Regions from separate parts of the Rattus norvegicus genome. Here regions 2 and 3 are each linked to region 1. Evidence: chromatin contacts called from public Hi-C data. All regions are on one chromosome and are shown on one strand. Each heading gives the region's core, a stretch centred on a gene start, on an enhancer-like site or on the middle of the called end of the contact. The rest is flanking DNA. Distances are from core to core; before and after follow the strand shown.

Region 1 (3,555 bases), core at 275-2,774:
TCCGATATGACTTCATATTCATTTTTTTTTTGGTATTGCACTGAAATTGAGACAATTTTTTTTTTAAATCGAAGAAATTATACAACAAAGTGCTATGGGATTGGGGTAGACTCAGATGAACTGTTATCAAACTAACCAACCAACCAATCAACCAACATCTTCACCTTCTAAACTGCACTGAAACAACGCCCTTTATTGATGCAATTTGTGAATCTATTTCCAATCATGGCATTTCATTAGGAAGCAGATGACGAAAAAGTCATCTCAGTTAATGGAACGGAAATTCACCCAAGCAAAATATGCAACGGTGATTGCTTTGTATCATCTTGCAGCACGTGGGGAAATTTTTTTTTACTCCAAGAATCCTGCCAAGTTGAAGGGGTGTTTTCGGGGTGTGAAGGGAAGGAAGCAAGCTAAAGAAAATCTAGGCGGAGAGTTTGGGGAGAAACATGACTGAATATCCTCCAATGGGGTCTTAATGTGATGACTTTCTATTCTTTGCTGGGTGCCTTGAAATCACATTAGTTCTTATTCAAGCTGGTAATGACAGAGGCAGCATGGCAACTTTACCGAGTCTAGCAAGCTAAGGTTAGAGAATTGTCAGCAATTGTTCTAGGTGACAGTTTTCTTTCTTCCTCTCTATTATCCTTACGCCTACCCTACCCTCCCCCCGCCCCCCCCCCCGCCCGAAGCCATTGTTGTTTTTCCTCCCATCCCTGTTCCAAAGGCAACGGTGGCATCCTGAAAGCAGTCTACACGCTGCCACTGAGAAGCAGGAGAGGAATAACTGACACTTGTTGGCGTCGATGACTTTGAGTGACACGTGTGCCTGTGGTGACCAAAGTGGGGGACAGTCTAGAGGAACGTTCGGGCTATCAAAGGAGGAGGAAAGGCCCCCAGAAGTGGGCGCACGTGACAGCAGCAGCCACCTCGAGAGTGACATCATCCCGAGGGCGGGGCCAAACTCTTCAGGGCCTTGTCAGCTCTTGAGCTTCCTCTCCTCTTCCTCACCAAATGCCTTCGACCCCACCAGCCCAAGCCCCCTGAGGAAACCAGAAATGCCTACACGTCCTGCAACGCCAGGGCCCCCTCTGTCAGCGCAGCGCGGGGGTTCACCACCATCCTCTCTCGCAACGCCTCCCCACCCCCAGGCCGTGGAGGGGCAGGGGGCGGGGGCGCGCGCGCTCCACCACGCACGCGCCCCCACGCACGCGCTCTCCCTCCGCGCTCGCGCTCCTCCCCAACCCGGCCCGGAGGGGGCGGGGCTGCGGGCGGCCTCCGAGGGTGCGACGCCCCCGGCGCGGCGGCGGCGCTAGAGAGCGGCCGGCCGGGCGCGGGTTGCTGGGCGCGCGCTGCTCCGGCGGGGCCCGCTGGCCACAGCCGCCTCGCGCCAGCCGCCCGCCCAGCGCGGCCAGCTGCGAGCGCCGCTAGCGCGGGGCCCCAGGCGGCAGGCGCCGCGCTCCCTCCGCCGCCCCGCGCGCCTCCTCGGGCGGCCCCGCCCCCGTTCCCATCCCCCTCGCGCTCACCTCCCGGCTGTGCCGCGCGCGAGGCGGAGCGAGGCGCCCGCCGCCGCCGCGGTGCTGAGGGGCGAGCCTGTCCCCGCGCCTCCGCTGACAGGAGGACCGCTGCGGGCTGCCAGCGCTCGCCGGCCGCGAGGCCCCGCCGAGCCCGACTGAGGCGCGGATCCTCCGTGGGGCGTCCGCGGGCCGTGCGGTCCTCACCGGAGACCACTGGCACGCGGGCTTGACCCCGAGGTGCGCCGCGCCCCTCAGAGCGGCAGGTAAGGGCTGGAGGAGCAGGGAAGAAGGGTCGGTAAGGGTGAGGTGACAGGGGCGTTCTCTTGCGACGCCTCAGCTGCGGGGTTGGGGCTGGGGCGAGCGGGGAGACAGGGAAACGGGCAGTGAAGTGCCTCCGGTGTCGAAGGCGTGGGGAAGGCAGGCTGCCTCTGAATGTGGGATCGAGGGCGGCTTCGGAGGACTCCTGGGGTCTGCCACTTGGCTGTCACCGAGGTTAGTCTTGGTATTGGGTACCTGGAGAGTCTTGGATGACGGGGACCGGGATGAGATGCGAGGCAGATTGCTAAACGTGGCAGGGAATGTGGTGCAGAACGAGTTGCAAAATGTGTCCCTGAATGCAGCATAAAAGTAGTTGTGAAATGTGCCAGGTAAAGGCACAGGCTAGGCTGGCCTCCGTGGCATAGAAATGCATGGAAGAAGTGTTATTAGGGATATGAATAATTCCTTTGGGGAAGGAGGTGTACTATAATAAAAGACTAATAGGGCTCTTTGCTACATATTCTGTCGTAGGAGATCGAGAGGAGCTGCGATTTTTGACATAGGGAAAGTACCCACGTGAAAGCAAAAAAAAAAAAAAAAAAAAAGCAGATTGTCTGGTTGTGAGATGGGAAAGAAAAAAATTGGGCAAAAATCATTTCAGGTTTTGTCATCAGCAGGTAGAGCACCCATGCAATTGTAGCCTGTCTCTCGGTTCCAGGTGTGGAATGTTTAAAATGTTTCCCAGAAAACATAAACAATGATCATTAGCATTAGGAAAAGATTGGATGTCTTTCCTTCTCTCTCTGCTTCTCTCCAGGAAAACAAAAAACCCCACAAACAAAAAAAGACAACCAAGCCAAGCATCCTGACCACAATTGTGTGCTCAGGATCCTTAGGCAAAGGGAATGATTTTTCATCTGTGTCCGTGCCTTGGCTTTTACACAGGTGAAAATAAGTGGAACAAGGAAAACAAAACAATATGGTGAACAAAAGGGATAAATTTTCAGGCATTTGGAAGGGTTGGAGCCAAAAGCTATGGCAGTGGCTAATTACAGAGACTGGCAATAGTGGAATATTCTGGTATGTTTTAGCTGTTGAGATGGGATGATGAGATAAGATAAAAACGGTATACAGTAAATTGGCATAAAACGCAGCAACATGGACACTGTCAATGTAGTGTTCCTTGTAGCGTTTACCAGGTAAATCATATTAGGGATTCGAGGGAAAACCAAAAACAAATGAAACAACTGTTCCTTATCTTTCTTCCTCCTTCCCTCAACCCCATCTTTCTAAGTGTGTGTGTGTGTGTGTGTGTGTGTGTGTGTGTGTGTGTGTGTCCACATGCTGCAAAACGCTGTGACTTCATTTAAGAACATCTGTGTTTGGAGAAAATTGTCAGAACATACTGTAATTTCAAAAGTAACAAAAGACAGCTAGATGAGCTATGTAAAAATAACATGTGTATACATTGAGTATCTGTGTAACTGAAACAAAAGCAGAACTATCTGATGCGTTCACCAGGATGTATTTAATTATTAATGACACTTTAGTGTGTTATGTTGGAATTCCTATAAATCGAATTACCTGTGTGAATGTTGTTTTTATTATAGTGATTTCCCAGATATCTGAAAATTCATACTGATTGGCTTTGCCCTGACTCTAGATTCATTCATCGAGGGATCATTTCCTTCAAAATCGAAATTGGATTTTCCTTGATTAATTCTGAATTTTAGTCTTTTCTGTAGATATATTTCCCTTACCTTGAGGCTCTGTTGAGGCT
Region 2 (3,555 bases), core at 721-3,220, 170 kb before region 1:
GAGTAGCACAGAACGTGGAGAACTGGGCCTGAAGATACAGGAGCATATTCTACTGAAATTTTGTGCAGGCTCACTGGTCTTCTGAGACCTAACTGGGCACTTGGCAAGTCCTAGGTTAGTCAACCCCACCTGTTTGTTGTCATTGTTAAGACTGGGATCTCAGTAAGGAAGCCACTCACCTGCAGAGGGTTTGCTGGGGCTCACTTTCTCTGGCTTCTTTAGTGTCATGGTGCCTTTGTGTTTCTGCTTGACAGATGTTTGATCAATGGCTGGAAGTTTGGGCTCACACTTAGCTGTAGGTGCTTTGGTAGCTAATCTTGCTTCGCTTAAGGAATCCTCCTCACCGGAACTCTGTGGAAATGGAAGAGGCATGAGTGTCAGTGGTCACCTTTGCTAAGCACTGGAGCAGGACACATGGGTATCAGTGGGCCCCTCAGTATCCCCTCACTCCAAGGGATCTTGTGTTTGCCACTCAGCTTGCTCTGTGGCCAGGCAGATTTTGAAGGATCCGGACCACCGACTTCGACATTAACAGGGAAGCTAATGACTCTTGTGTTGCAGGACATATTTGAGACACTGCATTTCTGAGTCAGTTGCTGGAGCACATCATGAATGCGTTTCTGACCATTGCGTAATCTGATGACCAATAAACAGCTCATGCTCAAGGCTAGATATGAAAGGAGGTGCTTTTAAATCAGTGCTTTTAAAGTGTCTGCTGTTTGATATTTGAACTGTTTTGCAGACGGTGAAGGAAAGTTCCTTATGCTAATCCATATGCTGGACAATGAAAAAGAAATTTAGATTGTGTAGTGGGGATTGATTCAATCAGATCTCAGTAATCCAAATCATTGCCCAAGACAAAGGGATCTCCTAAGAAGTCCCCTCCAGTTAGTCTTCTACAAAGAAGTCAGTATAAATCCACATGAGGACAAGTCACAATTCCTACAGTGTCAAAGCATCCCAACCCAGGTGTGCAGATAAAATAAAAATTATCCAAGTATTCAATAGTTTTACCCTTTGCCAGAATTCTCCCCATCAAAGAAACTATGCGAATGACGTAAATGACAGTCAAGACCCTGGCTCCAAGGGTGATCTGAATGCAGCCGTGTGGCTTCAGGCCCTGGCACTAGCGAGACCATGCCTTCTGTCACAAGCAAAACCTAAGGTTTTTTCCCACCTTTGGGTCTAGGGAGGTTCTCCTACATGGTGCATTAGTCCAGTGCCTGAGAAATCTCTGAAGCTGTGGTTTGTCCCGGGCCAAATTACATCCCCGGCTGTCGTGGTCCTTACTGACCTTGCTTGTCATGATTGCTGACACTCGTGGTGTTTTTTTTTTTTTTTTTTTTTTCATTTCAGTGGCTCCTGACTCAGGAAAATACACTGAATAGCTCTGAGTTATTGGGTGCAACGTAAGAGAAACAGGACTATAAAAAATTCCCACTTGGGGCTGGGGATTTAGCTCAGTGGTAGAGCGCTTACCTAGGAAGCGCAAGGCCCTGGGTTTGGTCCCCAGCTCCGAAAAAAAGAACCAAAAAAAAAAAAAAATTCCCACTTGTCAGTCTTCTGGGCAGAAAGAAGTCTGTACGTCTACAGGTGGGCATGCCATTGTTTCCCACGAGGACAAATCTTATTTTAAAATTTAGGTTTTGGATATGGCTTTCAAACAAATAGTTATTGTTGTTCCATCCATTATCGGAAAACAGGCCACCCTCAGATAAAGCGGCAGAGAAAGGAGATGGCATAATGAATCAACTGTTCTCTCTCTTTCAGTTCTGTGACTTAATAGAAATCTTTGAAAATGATTCTGAAATGTCAAAGATGAATCATGAGGTCATTTCTGAACATGAGATGAGTTCTCTATTTGCAGCAAAGTGGGTGTTTGGCAAATTTTAATTCTGATGCTAGAGACTGTCATTATGACTGGGTGATGGGAGCCAGAGTAATGGGTTTGGATCCCCAGAAGAGCAGCAGGGAGCCTAGGACAGAATTTCTTCCCAGACTGCCTGTAGGCTGAGGAGTTCACTCACGCAGGCCTTGTACTTTAGCATGTCATTTCCAGCCTGCAGCAAAGCAGCAGTGGCTCCAGGTCCGCCCACATCTCTCCCCATTCCTCCAGCCTGGCAGGAACTCCTTGCTGGCCCCAGGCGGTTGGGACCTGGGAGGGTAGGTAAAAGGCTCTTTACTGGGTAGCTGTTAAGCCTGTCAGCCTTCCTTAGACTTCCATTCTTTAGAGTACTGAAGAGGTGAAACAAAGTTTGGCCAATTAACCTGTCTCGGGACTGTGCCCCAGGTACTAAGCATATCCTCTGGTTCCTCTTTCTGGTGCCGTTGCCTTTATTGATAGGTGGGCATCATTCTTAAAGTCCAGAAACTGCCCCTAGAAGGGGTGTGTTGTTGACTGGAACTAGAAGGTACAATAGCAAGGCCTGTGACGCCCGCCCGCGGATGTGGTAGTGGACCTTTCCCTCTCTTGCCTCACTGAGTAACCTCAAACTTGTCACTCCAGCCTCTTAATTTTTACCTAATATTTATTTTTTAGTCTTCGTTAATGACCCGTCACACCCTTAGCCACCCTCAGCTGGTTCTGCTCATGAAAATCCATTGTCATCGGGGGCTCTGGGGCAGTGACCTGGCTTTTACGGCTAGCGATCATGTGACATGTGGTAAGTTTAGTGTGGCTCATTAGTTATTATTTTTCCTTGGGTTTCCCTCTGTGAACAACAGTTCCTACATTGGGGGGTTCCTCATGATCGAGCGAGGTAAGGCAGCCATCACTTATAATGACTCATAATAACTGATAACGAGTTACAATAACTGCATTCGAGTACCTCGTGGACGGGGTCAAGTGCCATGCCCAGGCATTCACTTCCTGCCACTTTCAAAATCAGCCAACTCCTGGGCATTCGCTATCAGCTTGACACCAAAGCGGAAAGCCTATTGGACGGATGCCATCCAACCTAGGGCTCGTGCACGGAGGAGGGTCAGTTCCTGTACGCACTCCGGTGTCGTCTCCAGACCACAGAATGCATACAGTCACGCCAGCCAGCTGAGACTCATCCAGTCTTGAGAAAATTCATTCTTTTTTCCCAAATAGTAAAGCTCTAATGTCAAATATTTAACAATATCTGGGGATTATCAAATCAACACTAATAATGTTTTTATGCAACGTGGATTTGAGAACTGTCTTTTCCTGTTATAATTTTGAAATTTACAGTTTCCATCTCCGCTCCATATGTTCCTAAGTTGAAATGTCGCGTGACGGTGGAGACAGCAGCCCACTGCCGTTTGCTCCTAGGGTAGGAAACCGACTCTCAAAGTCGAAGACCAAACCCTGCCTATGCAAGGGTACTTTAATATTGGGAACTTCATGTCCTAATAAAGCTGTGTTAACTCAAATTTATTGGCAAACTATTTCTGAAGTGTTATAAATTGTGGATTTAAGGTTTTTCCAAGAAATCACCAAGTTGGTCTTCTGGCACCTTCTGAAGTCCAGAGAAAGGCTCTCAGACGGATTTGCTTAATTAGGGAAAGTCAATGCCAGGCAATGGGGAACAA
Region 3 (3,555 bases), core at 692-3,191, 130 kb before region 1:
CTAAAACAGCATGGTTCCTAATGAGACCACCAGACCTCATCAACAGGATGGCGGAAGCCCGCCTCCAATTCCTGTTTATCGTCCACTGGAGCTCCTTCATGGAATGTTACACATTTTTAATGACTAACTACGGCACGCTCTCAGCTCCTCAGGAATGGCAGGGGAGACAGTCACTGACCAAACCCTCAGGTGTGTGTGCTCTGTGGCTTTCTTCCCTCCTCCGTTTTATTCGGTGTGAGTAGATATCGACAGCTTGTGCCTGACTCATGGTGACCCATGAGCATCTCATCTGGGAGTTGTGAAATCTTTCAAGGTTTATCATTTACTCCTGAGCAGCATGGAGGGTTTCCGGGTCCCCAGGGGGATGAATTTTACTTAAGATACACAGTGGGTCTTTGCGAGTTAGGGTCTGGAACTATAATAGATAGTTCTATAGTTTGTAAAACTTCTAAATAGGGTCATGTGACTCCCCTCTTAAAACTAGCTAATATTCTCCCCGTGATAAGGACCAAGTTGACACACCAACCTTTGTCCTGTAAGAACCAACCTGAGCCGACTCTATGGAACCCTTCCACCACCCCACACACCACACTTTGCTATGTTCTCTTAAGTGCTCAGAGCAGTTTGGACTTGCTTTCCTTTGGCTCAGGATGGTTGGGGTGAGCCGTTCCCCATCTTGCACTTTAAAAGGCCTGCGGCTCTGCCCTCATCTGTTATTTCTAACATTTATCAGCAACTGTGTTGGTCAGACTTCCGTGACTGTAACAGGGATTCTGAGGTAAGTAAAGGCACACTAAAGATTTTGTGTGTGTGTGTGTGTGTGTGTGTGTGTGTGTGTGTGTGTGTGTGTTTTGCCGGGGGTGGATTTCGGCAGACATTCATGGATTATACTTTCAAAGATCACACTTAGCTTTTCAAATAAATTTGTACCTGCATAGAATGAAGTCTGTTCCCCCTTTTTTCAGAAAAAAACGATGTGGTTAAAAACAGAAAGATGGACCCCCTGCTGCTCCTGTGGAAGAGAAGCCTGTCTGAGTATCAATCGGGCAGAGAACACCAGGATTCATAAGGAAACTACATTCATGGCCGCCAAGGGCACAGCCCATGGTCCAGTTAGATGGGGTACAAAGTTAACACAGCTAAACCGGTTAATCTATCGTGGCCTCGGGGTGGTATAATTTAAGGGAGGTTCTTAGTCAGGAGGCATGGAATAACCTGGCCTGACCAGTCAGGAAACAGTATCACTGAAAGGACTTCCTAAGTTTTCCTGACTTCACAATCATCTTCAAAACAAAGAACTTTAACACTGCCCAGGAGACTCTCCCCCACCCATCACAAACTCTGTCACACTGCATTTCCCTGTAAAAATAAACAGTTGAAACACCACAGTGCCACAAGTATTTTCTTATTTAACTATTGTCAAGACCCTATGAGGTTAAACAGTTTCCTTGGAATTAGAGACAGACACCAAGGGGACAGTAGATTGTCTCAGGTTAGGAAAAGTCTCCAGATGAACTTGAATTTTAGGCTGTACTACAAGTTTGAAAAACTGACCAGAATAAACAAGAAATAGAAATAACTATATAGGAATAAATCCAGAGGAAAATGATGCTTAATTCCCAGACTATCTTTTTGTGGGCCTACTCAACCAGATGGCCATTTGAAGCCAAGGATTTTTTTTTTTCAGATATAGGCAGGCGCTAGAGTGCTGTGTGTGGGGGCAGGAAATAAAACATGGGCAAGGCGTGATTCTGAAATCATAACCCGTGCTCTCTTCTGTTCTCACCTTTGAACTGCTTCTTGTTCTGAAAATCACGCATGATCATGCGTACCTCTGTTGTAAGCCTCTGGTGACAAAGCACTGGACCAAGCTTTTGTTTTTAGAAATCCGTGTGAAACGCCATGCTAAGGAGAGGGTAAGGGCCAGGGATGAGGAGGTTCGTGAGGCAGGGAGAGGGAGTGGCTCCGCCAGGCCCCAAAATTCCACATGTCTGTGAAATTTCAATGAGGAATATTCTAAGAACTCTGTGACATTTGAATTCCTCTCTGGCATAACTGTCTAGGGAATTCAGACAGAGACACCCTGACTTAGAACAGGAGCAACAGGAGACGTTTCTTTCCAGTCTCTAAACGCACCACACGTCTGTACATATAAATGCACATGCACATTCCTGTGTACAAAAAGTCTCCTTTTCTGTGACTGTATTTGTCATCATCATCAACAACAACAACAACAAAAACGCTGACCGGAAAGAAGTGCTTTTAAAATAAGCTGTCTTATCATTTTCTCTCTGTGTTCTCTCTGTGAAATATTATTAAAACTATACTGTCTTTGAGTTTGGCAAATAAACACAAGGTAAATTTAACCTCGTTATGCTGAAGCTTCGTCTGAAGCAAGTTGTAAATAGCTCTGTTACTACCTGACAATCAGGTTTATAAATTCCTCCATTTCCACGATTGGGTGCTTGGGAGAGGATTTCAGAAGACTTTAATCCAAACTTTTCCACAACGAATTAATTTGTAATGACAAGAATTACAGGTTTTTGTTTTGTTTTCTTTTTTTTTTTTTTTCAATTTTAGTTTGGAAAAAAAATCTTAGTTTTTTTTTTTTTTAAACTTGGGTTGAATATAAGTTTGGTGACTTAGGCCCGTTCTATATTTCAGAGGCTGAGGGCTTGAGGCAGTGGGGCGGGGGCGGGGGGGACTGTTCCAATTTAACGTAGGAAATAAAGGTTGGGGTGGAGGGGTGTTTGATAGACCTAGCTAACACATACGGACTATTAAGCCCAGAGCAGAGACTGTGTAATTGGAAAAATGAAAAGAACATCACAAGTTTGACAAGCGATTGGGTTCTACCATTAATAATACCATCGTTTTCACACTTAAAAGCTGTTTCTTGGACTTGTTAGACCAATGTAGCTGTGCGGGGTGGGTGGCTGGGGGAACTACCAGTGTGCAAAACCGTCTAGACTCCAGTTAAATCTGTTCCTTTTAGGTAGAAACGAACTGGAGCTGGGGTCAGCCTGAAGAAGAGAGGGGCGCTAAGAGGTCTGATTTCCCTTCAGAATCTTAAGTTTAAAAGGTAAAGTTGATCCTCAGTTCTGGGAAGGCTAGAGCGGGGGCCGGTTACCTTGGGGATCAGCACTTTCGCCCCTCACTAGGGGCTAAAGGGACTGCGTGGCGGAGCGGGTGGGTAGGCCCACAGCAGAAGAGCCGCCCATCAATCGTGCGTGGGGCCGGTCCTGGGCTCCTCTTCCTCCCCTACGCCTCACGTCTTCCTCCCTCTAGCGGCCCCTCTTCCTTCTCCTCCCTGGAGGCAGCTGTCCGCCGCGGCCTCCGGCCTTTTTCGGGGTGGAGACGGTGGGGGCGGCTGCCTGGCGTCCTCCCGTTTCCTTGGCAACCGGGCCTCCCTCCTCGCGCGGAGCTTGTGCCGCTAGTCGCGAGGGAACGTGGATCGTGGGGGTGGGGCGGGGCTGCGGCCCCGGGGGTCCTGAGTCCACACGTGGGCGGCCCTGCCGGTTGCCGTGGGAACGAGAAGGGATGCAGTTGGGAAAA

The links. Hi-C and Micro-C count contacts between places; a contact is called where the count stands out from the background.
Region 2: a contact with region 1 is called in a Hi-C map of Schwann cells, with 8 times the contacts expected there. The contact joins the enhancer-like site here to the promoter of Tanc2 in region 1. A contact is called at or near these places in 3 of 12 Hi-C or Micro-C datasets (Schwann cells, frontal cortex and mammary epithelial cells).
Region 3: a Hi-C map of frontal cortex shows a contact between it and region 1, with 2.3 times the contacts expected there. The contact joins the promoter of Marchf10 here to the promoter of Tanc2 in region 1. A contact is called at or near these places in 5 of 12 Hi-C or Micro-C datasets (the Rat2 cell line, Schwann cells, frontal cortex and 2 more) and 1 of 1 datasets of contacts at active chromatin or transcription factors (oligodendrocytes).

The regions. Positions count from the first base shown.
Region 1 is chr10:91,051,543-91,055,097 of GRCr8, forward strand. Tanc2 (tetratricopeptide repeat, ankyrin repeat and coiled-coil containing 2) reads left to right here and starts at 1,525. Exons shown (of 26, transcript NM_001191653.1): 1 at 1,525-1,780.
Region 2 is chr10:90,879,566-90,883,120 of GRCr8, forward strand. It overlaps Marchf10 (membrane associated ring-CH-type finger 10), which reads right to left. Exons shown (of 12, transcript NM_001013973.1): 5 at 180-351. Among named protein-coding and RNA genes, the nearest start is that of Marchf10, 40 kb to the right of the region's middle. Within about 2 kb of position 1,971, at least 2 of the 93 cell types and tissues checked have an H3K27ac peak or open chromatin away from gene starts, as enhancers often do. A contact at or near this core is called in Schwann cells, where this site is marked.
Region 3 is chr10:90,919,493-90,923,047 of GRCr8, forward strand. Marchf10 (membrane associated ring-CH-type finger 10) reads right to left here and starts at 1,942. Exons shown (of 12, transcript NM_001013973.1): 1 at 1,787-1,942; 2 at 931-1,012. LOC108352144 (a long non-coding RNA gene) reads left to right here. Exons shown (of 3, transcript XR_005490476.2): 1 at 1-2,356; 2 at 2,996-3,082.